Regions from separate parts of the Hordeum vulgare genome. Here region 2 is linked to region 1. Evidence: chromatin contacts called from public Hi-C data. All regions are on one chromosome and are shown on one strand. Each heading gives the region's core, a stretch centred on a gene start, on an enhancer-like site or on the middle of the called end of the contact. The rest is flanking DNA. Distances are from core to core; before and after follow the strand shown.

Region 1 (4,219 bases), core at 575-3,074:
GTTAGTCTTTAAAAAAGTTTCACTAGTGAACTACATACGGATGTATATAGACATATTTTAGAGTATAAATTCACTTATTTTGATTCGTATGTAGACTCCTAATGAAATATCTTAAAAGACTTATATTTAAGAACGGAGGGAGTAGGTTGCAATGTCTCTTTTGTGTATGTGTAGCCAGCCTTCGAGAACAACAACGACTGACTACTCTTTCCTAAATCCAAAAAAAAAAAGTAGAAACGACTGGCTACGTTGGCACGGCCTTTCGATTTAACAACGATTATCATATGCGCCGTCGCCTGTGCCTACGAATTTTCCTCTGCCACTAACCAGGGTCCCGTCGCCGGCGGCGGCGGCCACATGAGATCAGAGTCCGGCGACGGGATCCCGGAAGATTCCCGCATGCCACGCCTGTCTCCACAACAAACGGGCCCGTGCTTCCATTACAGAACAAAAAGGAAGAAACGAATCAAAAACAGAGCCGCCACTCACCAACCGCCACATGTCGTCATGCCCATCCGTGGCCCAAACAAGCCTCTCGCTGCCGCTGGGATCATGTAATTCCAAGGCCCACTGTCATGCAGGAGTAGCCTTCCGGCGAGTATACTTTGCATCGCAAGAGAGCAGCGAGAAAGGCTCTCCAGATTGCGTCCAAAAAGGCATGCGTGGAGTAATCCGGCCAAAAACAGAATGTGCTGGGGGGCGACTTCTACTTTTGCCCTATAGTTACAGGAGAATTCCATTTCAGTCCAAGATGGTACTCCCTTTGTCTTAAATTTTTTGTCTATATATGAATGTATATACTCATATTTTAGTATTTAGATAAATCCATTTCTGGACAAACCTCGGACAAAATTTTTGGAACAGAGGAAGTATATTATTGCGTTATTTGTCTCTGGATGAAATTTCCCAGGATCAAGACACTTTTTTCTTTAGTTGGTGATCAAAACGTTGTTATAGACCAGACTCGTAGGAAAAATACAAGGAGCTTCAAAATGATCAAGTGCCATAGTTTGTGAGAGCTACGAAATTGATTGAGATCTTTTGGGTAATACATTGACAATGACAATGCCAAATGAAAGTTCAAAGGTGAAAGCAACACGTAAGAAGAGTGGAAGATGATCCGTCCTAATTACTTGCGATGTACTTTCTTTTCGTGCATGTATAATGGTACGACCAAAATTCCTATGCTTGAAATTTATCGAAAACACTATTGACTTGATTTTTCTCAGTCTCCTTTGAAATAATTTTTTGTTAGCACGAGTGATCTAAATCCGTCGAAATCAACCTGGGAATAATAAAATGTGAAGGAGCAACATAGCTTGGATGGTTAGTTTCGTATGGTGGAACCAACCTATTAAAGTTTAAGGTCCTAGTTATGACATTGGTGCCCGTATTTTTCTTAATTTATTTCGATCTTTCTGACGATGTTCGTTCACTAAGAGAAGATGTTTCGGTCGACATTAAGAAACAATCTATAGTAAGCTAAGGAAGCGTATTGACAATCCAAGCATATTGTAAGCGTCTTTTTAGAAATCATCAAATGTAGACATTGATGCCTACATTTTTTTAAATTTATTTCAGCCTTTTTAAGGATGTTTGTTCAGTGAATTTTTTTTTTGTTTCTGTCGACATTAAGAAACAGTCTATAGTAAGCTAAGGAAGCGTATTGACAATCCAGCATATTGTAAGCATCCTTTTACAAATCATCAAATGTGATTAAAAAACATAAGCATGCGAGGGCACCATGTGACATTACCAACTTTCAGTGGTACACCTATGAAACTTATCACCCCTATTATAAATACCTTGCCTGCTTCCAGCCAAACTTCCAAATTCCAAATCGGCCCCTGGCGTCTCCTCCTCCTCCTCCTCCTTCCCCTCCCGGCCTCCAATTGTCCTCCTCCCGCCTCCCCTTCCTCCCCTTGAAGCTTCACACGCCTCAGCCCAGAGAACCCTAGCGGAAGCTCTCGCGTTCCAGAGCCCAAGTATGGAGGCGACGGCGCCTAGCGTGGGCGCCGGCGCCAATGGTTCGCTGGCGGCGGCGGCGAGGGCGCAGGTGGGGCCGCCCACGAACCCCATGGCCACGGCGCTGCTCACCGATCAGTACCAGTTCTCCATGGCCTACGCCTACTGGAAGGCCGGCAAGCACGCCGACCACGCCGTGTAAGCACCCCTCGCCTCTGCCTCGTGTCCTCCGCTTCGCGTATCTCTGGTTCGGTCGTGCCGATTGGATTGGATCGACGGGTGGTGTGATCTGGTGCCAGCTGGTGAGTTGGTTGGTTCCGTCCGGGTTATGTTCGGGGGAATGAATTGGCGAGAGGTCTGATTTTTTGGGAGATACTTGGACTGTTGCTGCAATTCTCTCGTTGCCGTGGCGAATAGTTTGGTTTCAATCTATGCGGTAGTTTGGTTTTTGTTCTCGTGCAATTCTGTCATTGCTGTGGTCTGGCATCTTTTTCGTGCCCTCTACGTTATTGGGTAAGACGGCCGCAGCTTTGCGCTTTGATGGTTTATTACCTGGTAGTTGCGTAGTTGGCTAACTGATACTCTGTCTTTGGTTCCCTCTTGCCTGTAGTTTTGATCATCTTCCTTGTCAGTAATAACTGAAACAAAACAAAAATGTTGTATGCTGGTCTTAATATATCTTTTGCGAATATTTATTTTTGTTATTCTTGTTATATGTGTGGCTGCGTAGGCCGGGGCTATCCTCTTTTTCTTTTTAAAATAAAATAAATAACTGAAGTGGCATTTTTTGCTTGCTTCTTGATTGTTCTGCTATGCAGTACTTTGGAAAGCCCTTCTGAATGTGCATTGTTTAGTTAATCCCTTTATGTCAAAATTGTGAGTGCAACCATCGTTTATTGATGGGCTTGCCATTGCTTTCATGTGGGTCCAGATGTTCTTGTGTTAACAAAATTGGACTGGCCTTTCTATTAGGTTCCCCCCCCCCCTCCATTGTTGTTTTAGTATGTGGCACCTCATGTGTGGATTCTAGCATATAGGTACATCAATTTATTATGTCATTGTGGGTTCTCTAGAACTTGCAGTGTTAATCAATATTTTCTAATTGGTGATATGATTTACTCCGGGTGGAGAGGAAACAAATAGATGTGGACATTTGAATGATGTCACATGGTTGAATGAATTAGAATTTTCAGTGTGAACATGAAGTGTATTCTAAATGGTGGTATAATACTCCTTGTGCAGAGGAAACAAATGGATGTGGACATTAATGATGTGACGTGCTTGAATGAACAATGAACTTTGCTACTTACTTGAGTCAACAAAAGAGACTATTGGTTCTTGGGTTTCATATATTTAACTATTCTTGCGAGAGGGGTGGGGGGTGGGGGAGGCGGTGGTATGTTATGCCAATTTTCATTTTTTTTAAAGGGGAAAGTGACTGTTTTCGGACCTGGGGAAGTTACAAGAAGAGAAAAGTCTATGTAATTTTGTCATTGGCAGAATATTCGAGGAGCGAGGTACTTCTGCATATAGCTTTGAACAACATGATAATAAAACTCAGAAGCTACCCAAAGACATATGTAAATTGAGTTAAAAGAGAAAAGTTAGTGAAGACATTTTCTCTGTGTTTGTATGGTCATATATGCCCATGTAGTTTGCTTCATCCCAATGGGCTCACTTGGCATGCTTTGATCTCTGTTGAGTCAATTTCACTTAATATGGACCTACAATGTTAGCTAACAACTCGGACGTACTCAACTGCATGCTGATTTTGTTCCTTTTCATTTTACAGGTTTGACCTGTACTTTAGGAAAAATCCATTTGGTGGAGAGTTTACTGTTTTTGCCGGTCTTGAGGAATGTATAAAATTCATTGCAAACTTTAAGTTCACAGAAGATGAGATTTCTTTCCTGCAGTCAGTCATGCCAATGTGTGAGGTATCATCTGAATGCCATATACATATATTATACTCCCTCCGTCCCAAAATAAGTGTCTCAACTTTATACTAGCTCTAGTATAAATTTGTACTAAGCTCAAGACACTTATTTTAGGACGGAGGGAGTATGCAATATTCTTTCTTTCTTCAAATGGTAAATTGGTCCTGAGATTAGCTGCTAGGTTATGAATAGGCTTTTTGGTTGGTCCTGTGTATAGCCAGGCTGATTCATGGGCTACAAAAAGTCCACCTCAAATACTACATGTAAGAAAGGGTAACTTGAAACTTTGTGTGTGGTTCCTTGTATAAGCTATTCCT
Region 2 (4,219 bases), core at 897-3,396, 710 kb after region 1:
GCGGCGATGTTGAGTTCATGCAACTCTTATGTGTGACACCCAATATGTGAGTTGTTCACTTCCACGCATGTCAATGATCGGTGTGTGATGGCATTAAACGATTACTCTCGAAGTTGGGAGCGCAAACTAGAGTAATATGGAATTTAATTTCGCTCGAGCGTTGACTATGGTCAAGAAAAGAAGGGACTATAAGTTGTAGGTGGAGTCACATGGAGTATTGGAGTAGCAGCGGTGTTCATGGATAAGCTCAAGTCCAATGTACATGGAAGTTTGACGCATAGCCAAATTCAATGTGGTGGAGAATATTCGCAAGGTGAAGTTTGTTGGAATTGTGTCGAATATAGTGTAGAAGGTAAGTTATAGTTGGACTTGTAGTTGCATTGTGTTTAGATAGGACATGGAGTCGTCTCCTCTAGGACACTTGTATCGTTGGCCTCTCATATATAGTGGGGATAGACACATGATGTAACCTATGCCAACATAATAGCACAAACACGCAGGGCGGTGTGGTATTGTGACGGTGTCACGAAGAGGAGCGCACGTAGGCACGCCCCCAAGGATGTAGCCATATCGGTGAACCTCGTTAACAAATCTCAGTGTCATGCTTGTGTGATTGCTTGGTCCTCCATAGATCGAGGGTGTGCCTTAGATATATTCTTACACTACTATGCACCACTCCCTCTCAAGATCTACTCATCTGATTGGTCAAAAAAACTTATAGATCGAAAAGCATACATAGCTATGAAATCACATATAAATATATCTCAAAAGACTCAAATAGTTCCAATGAATAACCTGATCATAAACCCACAATTCATCGAATCCCATCAAACACACCGCGAGAATTACATCAAATAGGTATCCGAAGAGATCATTGTATTGAAGATTAAAATGAGAGAGAAAAAACCATTTAACTATTGCTATGGATCCATAGGTCCCGAAGGAACTACTCACACATCATCATGGAAGCAACAAGGAGGATGAAGATTGCCTCCCCAATGGTTTCCCCTCCGATAGAGTAGCGGAAAAGACCTCTAGACGGGATCGGGAAAGAACAGAGACCCGCGACAGTGATAGAATTGTTGCGGCTCTCGCTTTCTGGGTTCTGAAATATTTGGAAATTTATAGGCCATGTATTAGGTCAAACAGAGCTACATGAGCCCCACATGTGTTGATGGCACACCCTTTTGTCGCTCTCTCATGCATCTTCTAGTCTCTCCACAAAGCTTTTAGAGTCTCTCGTAGCCCAAAAAACATCGAAAAATTTCATCGTGTTTGGACTTCATTTGGTATGTTTTTTACGAAATAAAGAAATAGATTTAAAAAAAACTGACACTAGGCACTAACTTAACAGAGTACTTCATAAAAACTATATAAAATGACATATAAATCATATAAGAATGATAATATAATAGCATGAAACAGTAAAAAAATTCTAAATACGTTGGAATCGTATCAATGTCTTCCTCCTAAACTAGTGGCCATCCTTGCTAAGCCACGTACCTCAACATTATTCTCGCGTCGTTCTTGGAATGTTTCACGTGCTTGAAACGAAGATTTTGAAGAGTTAACCTCTCTTGCAATCATGCAATACCCTCCTAGTTGTTTGACGGACTTAAGTTTGGTGGTGACTCTTAGACATTTACTTTTTTAATGGAAAACATGCTTTGCTTTATTGATCAAATACCCTCTCAGTTGTTTGTCGGGCTTGAGTTATTGCTGAATCTTCATTGCAGAAGATAGCTCAAAGTTGGCCAAAAATCTATTGACGAACATATGAGTTGACATAAGGCTTTGATGCTCACCTTCATCAATAAATTTCCAAATTGTAGGCCAAATCGCCTAGAGATAGTTTTTTAGGCTATATATAATCACCCAGGGTTAGTTGATATCGAAAGCTTTGTCTCAGTGTTCATCATAGCTTTTCTCAGTTCACATTATAGCATTTTTTCAATGCAATGTTGGACATGTTGGGCCTACCGCCTTCTTGAAAAAAATCCTAAATTGGTCGTGTAAACTCACAAACCCGGTCTGAGCCCATTTAGGCGGGCCTATATTCCATGCAGTCCCGTCCCTTTTTACATTTCTGCCCCTCGCCACAACTCTCTCTCTGACTAACCCTACACCACAGCGACTATATAAAAGCTTTTCCCAGTCAGAATCTCTAGGGTTCTTCGTTTCTCCCTCGCGCCGCCGCCTCCCTCTCCCGTCCCGGCGCACTTGGGAGCTCGACTTACCCGCGCCGCCCACCATGGTACGCGATCACCACTAGGATAGAGCCTGCTGTTTTACATGCCCTGATGCCGGTGTTAATCTCGTGTGTTGTTTCTCCCAGATCATCTCCAAGAAGAACCGCAATGAGATTTGCAAGTACCTCTTCCAAGGTCAGTACTTCTCAATCCCTGGCGCTCGTAGGCTAGTAGCAACAATACGGGCGTGGTTGATCGTTAGTTGAATTGATTTGATGCACCGAAAGCAACTTCGTTCAGTGCAATCTATAGATCTTTAAAGGAAAAGAGGTGGAGTGTATTAATGTATAGGATTTGATTCGTCGTCAGTGGAATTGTGCATGTCAGGAAGCTTACTATTAGGCTCTCATATGTTTGGTGGGATCATGTTCTCCCCTAAGCTCATATAAGGGGGATTGGGTTCTGGTTTCTCGTCAAAATATGTTCATCAATAAACAAAATGAAAATTCCATGCCCTGGCCTGTGATGACTTTGTACACCAATTATGTACATCAGAAACCAAATGAAAGATTGCATGCTCTGGTTAACTTGCTACACCAGAGATTTTGAAAATTATTTCAAGTGAAGTCACATTAAATCATTTTACCTGATGCATGTATGTGCAATTGCAGAGGGGGTGCTGTATGCCAAGAAGGACTACAACCTGGCGAAGCACCCGCAGATTGATGTGCCGAACCTCCAGGTGATCAAGCTCATGCAGAGCTTCAAGTCTAAGGAATACGTCAGGGAGACCTTCTCGTGGCAGCATTACTATTGGTACCTCACCAACGATGGCATTGAGTTCCTGCGCAACTTCCTCAACCTGCCGTCTGAGATTGTGCCTGCCACGCTCAAAAAATCTGCCAGGCCTCCTGGCCGCCCACTCGGTTCTGGCCCACCTGGTGATCGCCCGAGGTATAGTTCTTGCCCTTTCTCTCGGTACTCTATTGTTATCGACGCCATTGCCCTTGCTGCCTAATGGAAGTGACTACTAACTTTGATTTATGATAGCCGATTGTGGTATATTAAGTATGACTGACTACATTCTGTTTGTATCTTAAGGTTATACCTGTATGTGATTTGACTTAATGGTTTAAGGTGCATGTTCTATTCTGTAGGCATAGCTTTGCATCATTTTTTTTATTGGGAAGCTTTACATCATAGCCATATGAATATGAAAATTGTTTTTTTTTGCAAGGGGTCATGTTAAATCCTGTAACAAACAAAAAAAACTCCCTCGTTCATTCTGTAGACTTGATTGATCTTGCATGATGGTCAGACTTTTTGATGTATGGTGTACTTCAAGTTGTGGACGCCTCCTCTTCCTTATTTGTTAGTCGGTTGGTCCTTTGATTTTATTATGTAAACCACAGCTAGATGTTTGTATTCAGGATTTGCAAATGTGATTTGGTTAACTCACTATGTTTATTTATCCTCTTGATGATTTTATTGATGCTAAGGCAATCTTTTAATGTTGCTTGTTTTGATTGGACCTTTTGTAGGGGGCCACCTCGTTTTGAGGGTGACAGGCCAAGATATGGCGACAGGGATGGTTACCGTGGCGGTCCTCGTGGTGCACCTGGTGACTTTGGTGGTGAGAAAGGCGGAGCTCCTGCAGACTTCCAGCCATCATTCAGGGTAATCAACTTTTCTCCTTGATGAGCTCCGTCTTGTTTTGGTTATATGATTTAGCATAGCAATAGTAATTTACAGACAAGAGATAAATAATCTAGCTTAGAATATCTGTTTGCATATCCGTTCTATACACTGGAGCAGGTTTTCATACCCACCCGCGTTTTGTTTCATGTTCAAGAGTTCCATTCTTAGTTTCATAGTTTGCACTCTTTTCTTTGCCAAAAGGTCTACTTAAATGTGTGTTATTGATACAATTATTGAAATAATACTAGTAATAAAGAAACCTGATAGTACCTGCATGTCTCAGTTGATAAACAATTTCTCTGATTATTCCCACAATTCTTGCAGAGCTCTGG

What was found. A called contact is a pair of places that touch in the nucleus more often than the background predicts.
Region 2: a Hi-C map of leaf shows a contact between it and region 1, with 2.7 times the contacts expected there. The contact joins the promoter of LOC123426730 here to the promoter of LOC123426728 in region 1. A contact is called at or near these places in 2 of 6 Hi-C or Micro-C datasets (leaf and seedling).

What each region holds. Positions count from the first base shown.
Region 1 is chr2H:475,925,464-475,929,682 of MorexV3_pseudomolecules_assembly, forward strand. LOC123426728 (nicotinate phosphoribosyltransferase 2-like) reads left to right here and starts at 1,825. Exons shown (of 15, transcript XM_045110602.1): 1 at 1,825-2,163; 2 at 3,758-3,902. The coding sequence starts at 1,988.
Region 2 is chr2H:476,638,151-476,642,369 of MorexV3_pseudomolecules_assembly, forward strand. It overlaps LOC123426730 (40S ribosomal protein S10-1), which reads left to right and starts at 2,147. Exons shown (of 5, transcript XM_045110604.1): 1 at 2,147-2,254; 2 at 2,336-2,384; 3 at 2,861-3,143; 4 at 3,731-3,866; 5 at 4,212-4,219. The coding sequence starts at 2,252.